2 separate regions of the Cricetulus griseus genome follow, and region 1 is linked to region 2. A link is a contact called in public Hi-C data. All regions are on one chromosome and are shown on one strand. Each heading gives the region's core, a stretch centred on a gene start, on an enhancer-like site or on the middle of the called end of the contact. The rest is flanking DNA. Distances are from core to core; before and after follow the strand shown.

The links. Hi-C and Micro-C count contacts between places; a contact is called where the count stands out from the background.
Region 1: a contact with region 2 is called in a Hi-C map of liver, with 4 times the contacts expected there. The contact joins the promoter of Sfrp4 here to the enhancer-like site in region 2. A contact is called at or near these places in 2 of 8 Hi-C or Micro-C datasets (fibroblasts and liver).

Annotation. Positions count from the first base shown.
Region 1 is chr3:242,028,258-242,035,554 of CriGri-PICRH-1.0, forward strand. It overlaps Sfrp4 (secreted frizzled-related protein 4), which reads left to right and starts at 2,762. Exons shown (of 6, transcript XM_027409376.1): 1 at 2,762-3,206; 2 at 4,437-4,517; 3 at 4,613-4,678; 4 at 6,535-6,733. The coding sequence starts at 2,762.
Region 2 is chr3:241,809,080-241,816,211 of CriGri-PICRH-1.0, forward strand. It overlaps Stard3nl (STARD3 N-terminal-like protein), which reads right to left. Exons shown (of 9, transcript XM_027409378.2): 7 at 6,106-6,201. Among named protein-coding and RNA genes, the nearest start is that of Stard3nl, 32 kb to the right of the region's middle. Within about 2 kb of position 5,587, at least 1 of the 6 cell types and tissues checked has open chromatin away from gene starts, as enhancers often do.

The DNA of each region.
Region 1 (7,297 bases), core at 1,512-4,011, 220 kb after region 2:
CCTGAATGGGGGCAAGAGAACAATGGGTCCAGTATTGGAGTTCAAGCCTCAGAAGGGCATTCCGGAGCCCCATCACGTAGGGTCTTAAGTCTGTTAAGCGTTTTTGTTATTAGTATTGAGGACTGTGGGAGCCACCAGCCCAGAAAAGGCTAGGGAGGGGGCCTCCTAATGGATATGCACTAGAAGGCTTGCTCAGGCACCAAAGGGAGAATATGCAGGTCCGAACAGAGCGGCAGAGTGCAGGGAGAGAAGCTGCTGTATGTAATTCAGGCCAGAGAATCTGGCTGAGTTAAGGAACTAGGGATGGGTAGAGTGGAATGGAGCTGGGAAATAAGGAGCAAGATTTTCAGTCCTAAGTTGCACAAGTGCCAAGGTGGAGGAAGCTGGAGTATAGTGGAGAATTAGGAGTGAGAGGGCTGAGGGCACAATCCTGGAGAGCAGCAGACATTTAGAAGGAGAGAGAAGTAAGCACAGAGGGACCAAAAGGGAGTCACCCCAGAGAAGCACTTAGCTAGAGGACAGTGGCTTTAGTGCTAAAGCTAGAATCACAGACTTTTGGGAGAACATTGGACAGTTTCCTGAGTCCTTTCCACGGCTGTCTATAAAATACAAGGGACAGACTAGAGTGGGTCTGATAGGGTTACAAACAGCATTGAAGACAAGACGGTTTCCCCCAGGCTGAGGGTAAACTTGAGGTGAGCTCATCAATGAGCTCTAGCTCTACCCCTCGGCCCCAAATACTTGTCTTAACATTTTCCTTCGTTGCTTGTTTTCTTTCAGTGGTGGGATGAACTTAGGCCCTCCCCCATGTTGGTCAGTGCTCTACCCCTGAACTATATTCCTAGCCCTCTCTTTATTAAAGAATAAGCAATCAGAGGATACCAGGGAAGCCCATGAAACTTTGAGATGAGGTGGTAAGGGGCCTGCACAGTTAAATCTGCAACAAGTTCAAATTGGCTGCCTAAGAGTGAGCCTTCTCCAAGTGTGCCCTCCCCCGACAGCTCACAGGAAAGTGGTGAGAAGTTTTGCTCTTTCTCTTGTTCCCATTAAGAAGTTAATCTGAAAAATCTTCATTGATCAGTGAGGGATTTAAACTTGGGGTTTCACTACTGGAAAAGGCTGGAGATGTCATTTGGGCCACCCACTCTGCTTGATGTTTTTCTGGCTTGGTTTGGCATCTTTGGAACTTGAAACCTGGTCTGTAGGAAAGCAGAATACCTATTTCGAACGCCCTGGAGGCACTCTGGGCAGTTTCCAAATAATATCAGAACTCTTAGGCAAATTAATGTCTTGAAGGTGCTTGTCCCCATACCTTACTCAATAAAGAGGACAAAAGCAGCTGTGTTTTGTTGTGTTTTGTTCCATTTTGCCCAGCTGTTTTAATCCTCAGCCAGATTCTCTCAGCTTTGGAGAGGCAAAAGAGCTTCCTTAAACCAGAATTTTAAGTTCAGCCATAGCTTTAAAGATTAATGTTCAGACAACATGTTTTCTTAATGTTAATGATGACAGCAAATTTACACCAGAAGCCTTGCTGTTTGACTGCCAGGCATATGATATGAACTTGCTTCAGTAACTATTCTTCTGGGAATAGTGAGGGCAGTGTTGATTGTTCTGCCTCTTTCTAATTCGAAGAAGAGGAAAAATAAACATGTACACTTGCTTTCCAAAGCTAGTGGATTCTTACTCGAGAAAAATAGTCTGTAGTTTATCAAAGAGCAGACTGATACATTGGGGAAATCTTTCAAAATGTGTCTCAAGTTGTCTTTGTTTCCTCCTGGTTTCCACTCTTGGAGGATTCAAGAATTAGTATTTAGAGAAAGGAAGCAAGCAGAGAAACTTCTCCAACCAAAGATGCTCTTGCACCCCAGGGCAGTTCTAAGTTCCTAGAGCAGGCACAGACCAAATGCCCGGTAAAACTTGAGCCAGAACTAAGCCAATTGGCCACAAAACAACATCAGTAGCAACAACAAATCCCACACAACCTGGAGCAGCCTGGGGGAGGCTTATATAAACTGCCCTGCCAGTTGGTGCTGGTTGAGACACCTACTTCGCTGGGCTTTCTAGGCTCCACAGGCTCTCACTACTCGGCACATCTCTCGCCCCCTACCGGAAAGAAAAAGCAAATGTTTTCACATTAAACGGCGACCGAAGAGTCAGGTTGCTCCAACTCTCCATTTAGGGAAACTTTTAAGGCTAACTGAGCAAAGAGTGTTTTTCTGTCCTCAAAGTCTTCCCTGCGCCGTCTTGTGTCAAGTATCACAAATGACTGAATGCGAGACTTTCCTTTTTTTTGATCTGAAGAAAAATGGACTAGCCACCCTAAAAAGGGAGGGCCTTTGAGGGAATGCAGGATTGAAGACCTTGGCTGCCCAGAGGCAGAGATGATGTCACCACTTCTGCACAAGAGGCTGGGGGTGGAGCAGCATTGCTGGGAGCCGACTCTTAGCTCGCAGCTGCCAAGGCTGCTGAGCCCACGTCAGGGGACGAGTCTGGATAAATAGGGTCCCGCAATGGCTGTGTCTGGCTATGCTCCGAGCTGCGGGGTCCAAGACTGGAGCTTCCTGCGCGGGTCGGTGCTCTGGAGGCTGAGTGCTGGTGCTGCTGGTGCTCGGTGCGCCCAGGGGCGATCTGTGGCCAGACTCCAGAACTCCCCATCAGTGCCGACCTGCAGAAAAGCTCACCCGCTGCTTCTAGGTGAAGGGATAGGGAGGCTGGAAGAGAGAGGTTCTTCCTGTCAACAGCAGCTCCGGAGGACAGTGTCATGCTCCTCTCCATCCTGGTAGCCTTGTGCCTGTGGCTGCGCCTGGCGCTGGGAGTGCGCGGCGCACCTTGCGAAGCTGTGCGCATTCCCATGTGCCGGCACATGCCCTGGAACATCACTCGGATGCCCAACCATCTGCACCACAGCACGCAGGAGAACGCCATTCTGGCCATCGAGCAGTACGAGGAGCTGGTGGATGTGAACTGCAGCTCTGTGCTGCGCTTCTTCCTCTGCGCCATGTATGCACCCATCTGTACCCTGGAGTTCCTACACGACCCCATCAAGCCCTGCAAGTCTGTGTGCCAGCGTGCACGCGACGACTGTGAGCCCCTCATGAAGATGTACAACCACAGCTGGCCAGAGAGCCTGGCCTGTGACGAGCTGCCCGTCTATGACCGTGGGGTGTGCATCTCTCCCGAGGCCATAGTCACTGACCTTCCGGAAGGTAAGGCAAGAGGAGGTACCCCAGGAGGACAAGAGAGTCCAGGGGCCCACACAATCACGTGATAACCAGGTGGCCTCACGTACAGCCTACCAGCTCCTGTCCCATCACAATTCACTGAGCCTTGAGGGAGGTGAAAAGCAGGGAAGATTACTTCACGGGGAAGATTTCTCAAGGCAGGGAAATATGCCAGTGCTCCCTGAAGGACTTGGGAATAAGGTTGCTTGGGGGTAAACCATTTAAGTGTTTTTATTTGTGGTAAATAGCAGAAACAAAAGGCACAGCAAACAGATATTACTGGGTGTGGGTCAGTGTTAACCCTGTGTCCTTCACCTTCCCTAATGCTTGAATCAGCCCCACCATGTGGTGGTTAATACACTCTCAGTGCTGATTGAAAGTTCTTTCTCAAAGAACAATAGCTATTCTCACTCCCCTACAGGAGTAAAGCAAACAAATGTAGTCGTCCTGGAACTCAGATAAACTCCACTCTGTTCCTATGTTGTAGTCACTGAGCCCAGTACTGTGGCATGTTGTTTACTCTGATCACTGTGTCACTTCCTGCTTTTCTCTTTCCTGCTATTTTACCGCTTTTGTTGGAAGGAGCACTATGAATTCTCTTCTTAAAATGAAACCCAAGAATAGCGTTGCAATATTTTACCAAGGCTTCTCCTAAGGCAGATCATCCACTATTTAAAGAGACTGATTCCACAACGTGACTCCAGGGGACTGGTGTAATTTGTGAACCTTGTTTTAAACTTGTCTCTTACTAAGAATATCAGAAAAAAATTAAATTAGACAATTGTGTAAATCTCATAAATGCCTGGAAGTTATGCTTAGTTTAGGTAGTGAAGCTTCAGACTGTTTCTGCATGGCAGTAAGAGGTGGCAATGTGGGCATAGTCTGCTTGTTCTGATCAGAGAAATGCTAACACAGTAACTTGGAGCAAGAGTATCAGGATGGCTAGGATGGGGATGGGTATGAGATTGATCTAGGTTGGTGTCATGGATGTTCATTCCACATCAAGTTCTGTTTGAATAAGCAAATTTTTGGCTCACAGACTTCTTTCTTAAGCCTGAGGTGTCATGAGAAAAGCAGGTGAGAATCGTGTTTTTTACAGTGGTAATATTGAGTTGGATGTTTGTGTTGGCTTGTAGCCGCTAATGATTCCTCATTCAATTTGGCTGAAGGGACCCAGTCATTGACTACAATGCCATGACCCCATTTGTGTTTCAGATGTGAAGTGGGTAGACATCACACCAGATATGATGATGCAGGAAAGGCCCTTTGATACTGACTGCAAACGCCTGAGCCCTGGTGAGTTCCATCCTCAGATGCCCTTGCTTTGTGCTCAGAGTGATGAGATGGAGATGTCTCTTCCCCACTTCCCATGTACTTTATGTCTCTTTTAGATCGGTGCAAGTGCAAAAAGGTGAAGCCAACTTTGGCAACATACCTGAGCAAAAACTACAGCTATGGTAAGTCTTCTGAAATTGCCATTTGCTTTGGGGACTTAGCACACTAAGGCACTTAAATCACATCAGACTGATGTCCTAATCGCACAAAGGGAGATGATGGATTTTGCTGCTGTTATTGTTGTTAATTATATGTTTTCTGGAACTCTCAACAACAACCATAAAGCTTCTTGCTTTTCTGGGTAAATCAAAATAAACAAAATAAATCACATAAGAAATTGTCTCAGCGAAAACTGCTGTATAGAAAGTGGCAGAGGACCATTGTTCTCTTTCTCAGTTATTTCAGTATAGGAAGGACGAGAGTTCAGACCAGGATTTGATTATCTGAAGACCAGAGGATGAAGACCTGACTATGTATCTTTTTTTCTCATCAAATGCTACAGATGTTTAACGCTCCTCTCTTTTACTTGAACAAACCATTTAGTACTTCCTCCAAAGGAAAAACAAATCAGTCATGGTATTTTAAAAGTTTTAAGTGTTTTTTATTCCACTGTTATCATTTGGAATTAAATTTAATTGTGTTTTTTAACATGTATTTGAGATCTGAAGCAATTAAATTGCTTACAGCAATACATATATGCATCCACCCATGCATGACAAATAAACACACACACACACACACACACACACACACACACACACACACACTGTAACTATACACACATATACATGAAAAGAAGAAAAAGTAAAAACAAATCAAGTGTCCACTTGGGCTATTTAATCTCTTGTTTCATTTCTTAAATTATTTCTCTTAAAAGAAGAACAGAAAAGTAACAGGAAAAGTATAGTTTCTTTATCAATTTGGTTTCATATTTTAACTGAAATTATGTATCAATAAGAAGTCTTAGATTATTTACCACTTAAGAAAGTAGGGAGATATAGCAACTCTGAACAAATAACCTGCAGTTCAGCTGTCATATTTGAGAGTCAAAAATAACCATTATGGACAATTTAACAATAGAAATTTTATTTTCTTCTGAGTAGCATTCATTCTTGAAACGTGTTCCATGTAGACGTTGTCTTAATATTATCTGCTTTATTCTTGTCTGCCAAGATCCAGCCTAAGTCTAACCAGAGGCTATCTAACCCCTGCTACCCTTATCTTTGGGGTGCCATGCTTTGGAGGCACCTTAGCAATGAACTGCTCACTTGAAAAATGTTTGTTTCCTCCTCAGGCCAGCTTCCTTGGGTGGAATCCAAAACAGACCTATTGAGTTAATCAGTGACTCCACTAGAAGTACTAAATAGCAAGAGTCCAAAGAATCTGGAACTTAACACTTGATCAAAGGTGGTGACCTGAACATCCACCTGCAATAACAATCTCATCTCCCCTCTCCTTGGGTCATCACTGTCAGTTGGTGAAATGAATGAATTGAAAACAGCAGCTTTAAGAGATTCCTTGAGTTGGAAAATATTAGTGTTAGGTCTCAGGTTGTCTAAATATTCAGAAATTAGTTCAAACTGGACTATAGGAGGATGTTTGGTGGTTAGATAAAAGCCAGCATTCTGTGAGGACCTGGCTGTTATGGCTGATGGCCATCATCCAACTCATAAGAAGGGAAAGTAAAAACAGTTAAAAATGTTTACATGGTTTGGTTGACCGGTAAGTCCAGGCTAATGCTGGCCTTCTAATTCCCCTCTCATTTTGAGATGTGGTTCATGAATTTTTAAGGCAATGTTGAAAAATAGGATGTTTGCATTTAGCAGTGTGGGCTTTCTGCCTGCACTTGGGGTGCTTGGACATGACCGTAATTACAGGAGTAATGTTGTAAGAGAGGCTCTGGATTTGGCCCTAAAACACTGCCTCTAGTTCTCCCAAAGGCTTCAATAACAGCACTTACTTGAGTTTTAAATTGCAGTTATTCATGCCAAAATCAAAGCCATCCAGAGGAGTGGTTGCAATGAAGTAACAACTGTGGTGGATGTAAAAGACATCTTCAAGTCTTCCTCACCCATACCTCGAACACAAGTTCCCCTCATCACGAATTCTTCCTGCCAGTGTCCACATATCCTGCCCCATCAAGATGTCCTAATCATGTGTTATGAGTGGCGTTCAAGGTAGGTTCCAAGCAGCAGAAGAATTGCATGCAGAGCATGCATCTCACTGAGCAGTCATGGTTTTAAAGGTCAAAGAAATGCCAGTTGTTGTTGAAAAATAATATTTTAGTAGATGTCTTTTCTGGCTTGCTGTATTTCCTAAATATAAATTTGTTCATTATCTGAATATTCTAAATTTCCAGTTAATAGAATGAGGGAAATTTAGAAAAATACTTAAATAGGATAATTAAAAATCTATTTCAGAATCCATCAGGTGAATTAAAATAATCAACAAGTAAATTATGTTGAGTAAGAGAGTTACTTTTAAGTCTTTTTACCAGTCTTAGCATGAAGGGGTCCGAATTTTAAAGTACTGTCCAGTACCTTAGAGGCCAACTAGCAGCCACCTTAGACTAAAGTTTTGTGTTTTCCTAATGTGTAAAGTACCTTTTATAGAACATTGCATACACACAAACACACATAGAAACTTTAAGATGGTTTCTGAATCTGAGAACATATAATGTCAAATTAAGTCATCACAAAGCAAAGCATAATTGAATAAACAAACACATGTCTTTCCCTAGT
Region 2 (7,132 bases), core at 4,337-6,836:
TTCATGGTCAATTTATTAAGTGAACAATGGTGTCCTTTTGAGAGAGGAAAAAAATCCAAAGTCAGAACTGCTCCACTATACAGTCAACAAAATGCAACAGAAAAGACAGGAAGTGTTATTTAAACAACAGAACAAGCTAATGTTATCCTTCTGAAAAAAAGACAGACAAAAGTCAAAACAAGCCCTCTGTGTGTCTCCAAATACCTTATCTAACCAGGAAATCACCAAAACAGTCTTAACCAATGCATTCAAAGGACACATACACTCAACTTAAGAAAGAAAAGAAAAGCATGAGAAAAACAGCCAGAGATTGTCAAGAAGGGTAAATATTAAAAATGAACAGAGATTGAAGAAACAAGCCCTGGAATGGGAAAGCTGCAGTCAGGAGCATCCGTGAGAAGGAATTCAGGAAAGCAAGTGCAGACAGCAGGGGCATTTGGCATCACTGGGGAGTGACAGACAGGATCTGGTCTGCACAGCAAAGACCACTGGATGATGAGCAGAGACAGGCACTGGCCAGGTAACACCAATATGCGCACCGGGGACAGTGGGGATCAGGGAGATACTGGACAAATTTTCCTGGGTTTGTTGAGCCATTAACTCATACGTCTCATAAGCTGAAGGCATGTGAAGAAGGATCTACACTGAGGGCCACATCTCCAGCCTGGTGGTAAACAGGGAACACAGGAAATACAACAGGTCAGAATGTATGGGACACCAGGAAAGCAACATCTAGAAGAAACTACAGTTTTAAATGCCCATATCAGACCATAAGAAAGATCAAGTCAACCAAGAAAATAAGTGACTCTTTAAAAAGTAGAGACAGAATGTGCCAAATGCAATCCAAAAAGAGTGAAAGAAATAGCTGACTTAGCACACTCCCAGCAAATGACTTTTAACAAATGGCAAGTGTGTTCAGTGGGGAGTCACCATTTTGTTAACTGACTCAAAGACAATGGACAGACAGCCAACATCAAGAGGACATGCATGTAGTCCTTTATTTCTTCTATATATGAAAAGTGACATTAATTATTAATTAGGTAATTAAGTAATATAATAAAATTAATATAGTATACTAAAATACACTATAATTCTAAGAAAATGCAAAACCTAACAAACAAAATATCCCAAATCTTGATTGAAACTTCTATATAAAAACCACAGGAAAATTCCCTTATGGCCCAGAGTGAAGGTAAAGAGATCTTCGATGTCTACAAACACACTATCCTCAAAAGAGTAAAGCCATGAACATAATACTCGAGAAGAGCACAGGACAGGCACCAGGTGGCAGTGGCCTGAAGACTGCCGGCCCAGGACAAAGGCCTCACTCAGCCTTGGTCAGAGAAGCTTCTGCCACCACCAGAGGTAAATGGAGAATGCCATGGATGCTTAGGCCACTCAGGGTACTGAGAATAAGTGAGTGTGGTGTGCTTGGTCCTACCAAGGACATCCATATCACCTCCAAGGCCCAGAGAGCATCATGGGAAAAGGACAGAACGACTGTGAGACCCATCCCAGGGAGGGGGTATGAATCCACCACCTGATGGATGTGATAAGGATACTGCAATAATGAACTCAGCAGCTGCAGCTGCCTGAATAAGAGTGGGAAGATCAACCGTCAGTCATGAATGGGGAGGGCTCAAGGGGCCCTGCTCCTCCCTGGAGAGCTACTCAATGCTGGTGGCTACTGGGGAAGGAGTAGTCACTGTCTTCATCAGTGTGGCCACTTGTGAGTTCCCCCTGCCACAGAGGACAGCTTCACACCTGTGCTCACAGGGATGCTGGTTAAAACCAGTAGGTCACAAAACCAAGCAAAAGACATGAGATGTGTGTGTGTGTGGGGGGGGGTAGTGTGATCAGATTGTGCTATATAAATGTATGGGATTATCAAAGAATCTAGTTGAAAATATGAAAAAAAACATGCAAAGGAAAAGACATAAATCATGTGGAACAGGAACATGGAAGACATGTCAGGGTCACCAGGGACATGTGTACGAGAGCACAATGGGCAACTCTCCAGTTTTGTTAGACGACAAAAACAAAGGTATGCAGACAGCATCAAGTGTTGGCAAGGATTCCGAGAGAATTAAGCCAATATCCACTTCTTAAAGGACATAAGAAACAAAGAACTTCAAAGAGCAGCATACAAAAAGTTCTAGAGACATTTACCATACAGTTCAATAAATCTTTTGAAAATCCAAGAAAGATAATAAATTTCCAAACACATATGTGGCTACTCATAGCTCAATTACTTTCATTAACTCAAACTGCAAAATTTGACTTGCCACTGACTGACAAATGGTGCAATGTCACACCGTAAAAGGAACAAGAATAATGCTCGCTGGGGGCTGTCACTTCCTAAGACTTTAGACTGAAAAAACAGCTGAATGCAGAAACCACACTATAAGACCATTGTTAGAAAATGTCCAGGAGAAATAATGTCCAGACAGGAGGCAGAACAACAGTCTCCTTAGGATGAGGCGTACAGGCACGTGTGTGGGGGGGGAGTGTTAAGGGCAACCAGGCTTGGTAAGTTTATTGGTTTAAGAAAATGACCTAAAATTATCACTTGCCCTAACCCATAACCCTGCCGTAATCCCTCAAATGACCCCTAGGTGGGAGTAGACACCGCAGACAAAAGGCCCTGGGGAAGAATTTATACATTCACAAAAGATGAATTTATTTATAGTATGGAAAATTATATATATCTACACAGAGCTAAAACACCTATTAATTAATAACCCTATGAATGAGTTTTAAATGCATTAAATACATTCCCTATATAAAGGGAACCTAATTTAGAGCCCTTCTGAGGGATAACGGATTCTAATCGTCACATCTGGGTGTCAAGAATGAGGCAAGGTTCCTCTCAAGCAGGTTCATGAGTACTCTCAGAATTTTAGTGCCTTGCACAGAATAATTTCATACAGTTTGAAGTATCCATCCATCGGTCTGTCTGTCTGCCACATTAGGATCAAACCCATGGTTTTCACACACACGCTATAGACAAGTGCTACCTCTGAACTGCACATCTTTAGCCCCAAGCTGGTCTGCACTTCACACCAGACTTTCCTGACCTAAGCAATCCACTTCGTTCACACTTCTCTCTGGCCACATTCAGCACCTGAGCGGTTACTAGAAGAGGGCTGTGCCCTCTTCCTCTAAACACGGGACATACAAGCAAGCAGGCTGTTGTTAAGACTAAAATGTTAGCTTTGTAAACAGTGACAGTTCAGCAACACATCTGCTAAGATGCATTGAGTTCTTAGATTCCTTAATGCCCACTCTAAATTTCAAGTTGTTCCTTCATAAGAATACATTTTCATTACACTTCCTTCAATTTCCTCTTCCACTTTAACTCAACCCTCCACCAGAAAGAAATCTACCATGTGTCAAGTAGTGAGTAGTTCAGGTGCTTGGGAACAAGGCAAGCAAGGCAGCCCAGTCTCCAACACACTGGTCTCTGGGCAAGTGGTTCCTCTCATCCTCAGCACTGTGACAGCCTGCACTGGAGAGCCGTTACGGCACATTACCTTCTGCAGTAATTTTACTGTTTCCCAAATTAAACACTCAGATAACATAAGTGTGACACAAGAGAGCAAGCCCTTTGAGCATCCACTTCCATTCACCACTACTAATGTGCATCTTGTGTAAAGAAGAAAGACAACAGAATTGGTCTGGCTTGGTCCTTACAACCCAGTGGTAATTCCCCAAAGGACCACTAGGTGGTGGCAGACATCTCAGACAGAGGCCCTGCATTAGTCCTGAACAGCTTAATAGGAAAGAACTGCTTCATGGTATTATTGGCAGTTCTGAGCTCCCTGTTGAGAAAACAAATTGATATTGAGAAATTGCAATAGTTTGGAGAAACTAAACTAAAATAGTTACATTTAAATTAGATTATAAATTTCATTTTTCAAACAAGTCCTAGACATACAATATCTGAATTATATACAAAATATTACGTAGTAAAACGTTTCACTTTTAATTCTACTTTCTACAGGCAGACTGATGTTAACATACACCTGTACTTCATGGGGTATATGATTTTACCATTTCAGACTGTTTTAGATCCCACAGCAATTAAACACAATGTAAGTAACTGCAAATGCAGCAACACTGCACAGGCTGCACCTTCTGTTGTTTTCATAGCTCTTTCTGCCAACTGTTAATGGAGTTTAAGATGTTCCCTCTCTCTAGTGTTGGGACTACAACAATGTAGCCTCTAGCTCAAGTTCCATCCTAGGGGCAGAGACAGACCAACTGGCTGCTAGAGACAGTACAGATGGCACAGGGTAGAGAGCTGTCAGCCCTGTGGATGGAACAGGCACTAGAGGTCCCTGGGTACCCTAACTAAGAGTGCAGGAGGGTGGGCAGGTGGAGAAGGCTGAGTGGAGGTTCTTGGAGCTTCAGCTAGAGCTAGAATGTCCAAAACAGAAGCAGTGAGATGCATGGCAGCTTGCAGGCCCTGGAGCTCAGCTTTTCTGGAAAGTTAAGAAGAGAAAGAAGGCCGGTGAGGTGGAGAGGGGTAACAGAGGTGATTTTGGCCAGGTCACTGAAGGCTTTGGGCAGGGGGCTGACCCAGCCATTCTGGCACTTGCACAGACATGCGAAGCTATAAGCAAGGAGGCCTGAGCACAACTGTCATAATGGAACCAGCACTGTGACCGGCACCATCACTCACTGATGCTGTCCTATGTCTGTTCTGTGTCTGACTGCTCTTCTCCAATAGTACAATAAGCTCACCTTACAGAGCGGCTGTAAGATGTGATGAACCAGTAACCCTGGTAGCAGGTACCTGCCTGTAAAGTCCCAGCAACTTAAAACATTTTTTATGTTGTATCAAAATAAATGTAAATAGAGATTTTTCACCTCACCCACTATAGCAATTGAAGCACTCTGAAGTGTTCCACACAGTGGTATTACATTCACATTACTATGCAACCATCAGCATGATTCATTTGCACAACTTCCTCCGTCCTGGGCAGCCATTATTTTTCTGACTCTTGGATCTGACCTCACTGATAACCTCAATAACCAGAGTCATGCAAGTGGTAACTTTTTTGGATCTGGCTGATTTCATTTCACATATTCTGCTCTAGGTTTACAGATGTTGTGGCATGGGTCAGAATTTAATTCCTTTTTAAGGCTATGGTGTGTCACACTTTATGTGTTAACCTGTTGATAGCTACTGTACACAATGCTGCTATGATTACAAGGGCTCAATGTGTCTCTTGAATTGGTTTTCCTTCTTCTTGAACAGACAGCCAGAGAAGCAACTGTTGAGTGATACCATAATTAATCCTATGTTGAATTTTGTTGGAAACCATGTCGTTTTCTACAGGAGCTGTGTCATTTTGTTCTCTTAATTGTTGCACATGCATATATGACCTGTTCCATGTCCTCACCAAAGTAGGGGACTTTAAAAATACGTGCAATAACAGGATACAGTGGCATCTTAGCATGGCTTTTGTTTGTATTTTTCCAAAGATTACTGGAGTTGGCCTGCTTCTACACAGAACTGGCTTTGTGCATACCTTCTTTGGAAAATGTTTACTCTAGACCTTTGGACATTTGTAGTCAGGGCCTGCTGCGGTTGCTATAGTTAAGTGCACTCTGGCAGCTGGTTATTGAGAAACAAACCTAGTAGCTGTGGAAGAGAGGAAGTGGCAGATAGTAAATCAAGAAATGGCATCTCTTTGGAACCGGTAGAAATGGTGTGACTTGAAGCAGATGACGCAGGCTAATCAAAAGCCTAAGAATGATGAGGGGTCAGCCATGAGTGAGAGAGGCCATCTTGAGACACTACCTGACGGGAGCACTTAGACTGAGGAATGTGGGTAGGGATGGAGGAATGAAGACAGAACCAAGTCTGCTCCCTTCTTCCTTTTTTCTGGGACATAAATCACAAGTTCCAGTGTCTATGGCATTCCAGGACTTCTGTCTTTAGATCTGTCTCACCAATGGTCTCCTGGGAGACTCTACCTACTCAGATTTATATCATGGCAAGTTCAGTATCTGCTGAACAGACTGGGAAATAGGGCAGGAGATGGAAAAGGAGGGGCTTCAAAACAGACCAACACAAACAGTGAGTGACAGCTTTACCTGCTTCAGACTCAGGAGGGGAGTAAAACTGACCATCAGAAAGTCCTGCAGGGATGAGAACCGCCCTCTCTGAAGCATCCTGAACTAGCAGGAGTCCTAGAAGAGAAGAAATGCAGATGCTAAGAACCACATCACCTTCTTGGTATCTTCCTGGCAAGATTAACTGTTATAATAATGGTATTTCAATATAGCAATTAAACTATTAGCAAAATAAGGTACTTTGAAAATCTTTCAACCATCAAATAAAAATTTCATTAATAAACTATACATCAACCCTGTGAAGATTAAAGAAAAACAGAATACAAATAGTTTTAATAATCATTTCCAATTACTCCTTGGCTGAGTATGCAGACCTTCACTTCCTTGAGTATTCTCATTTCTCTACAATCATCAACACCAACTTCAAAAGCAAACACAGAGTGAAATCAAAACTGAGTCAGCATGGACAATTAACTGGTCTACTCTCTAGACAAGGTTAGAGAAATGGAAGCAGCCAAATACACTGACTACACAGCCTTTTACCAACATGTAGGAGCGCTGCAGATAATAAATTGCTATTTGTTTATTTTACTTTTTAAATATTTTTTAATTATATGAGCATGTGCATGCACATACTCCAGGATGCCTGTGTAACTGTGTCCGTGTGGAAGTATGTTCGTGTGGGTGCTGGTATTCATAGACCAGAAGAGATCATCTGGTCCCTAGGAACAGGAATTACAGTCACTTGTGAGCCACCCTACTTGGGTGCTGGGAACCAAACTCAGGTCCTCTATAAGTGCAGGACACACTTGTAACAGCGAAGCTATATCTCTCTGGCCCTGGTGTCTATTTTATTTAATTTTTCTCAAAGAAAAACATGGTATTAAAAAGCAAAAAGAGGAGTGACAGAACTTCATATGAGGAGGCAGACCATCTATCCTTGGAGATTTTTTTTTTTTTGCTGTGGGGGTGGGGGAGCTTAAATCAGTGAAAGTGTTAGGAACTGTGGTAGCAAGTATCTGGCCACACAGCAGACACCAGTTATATG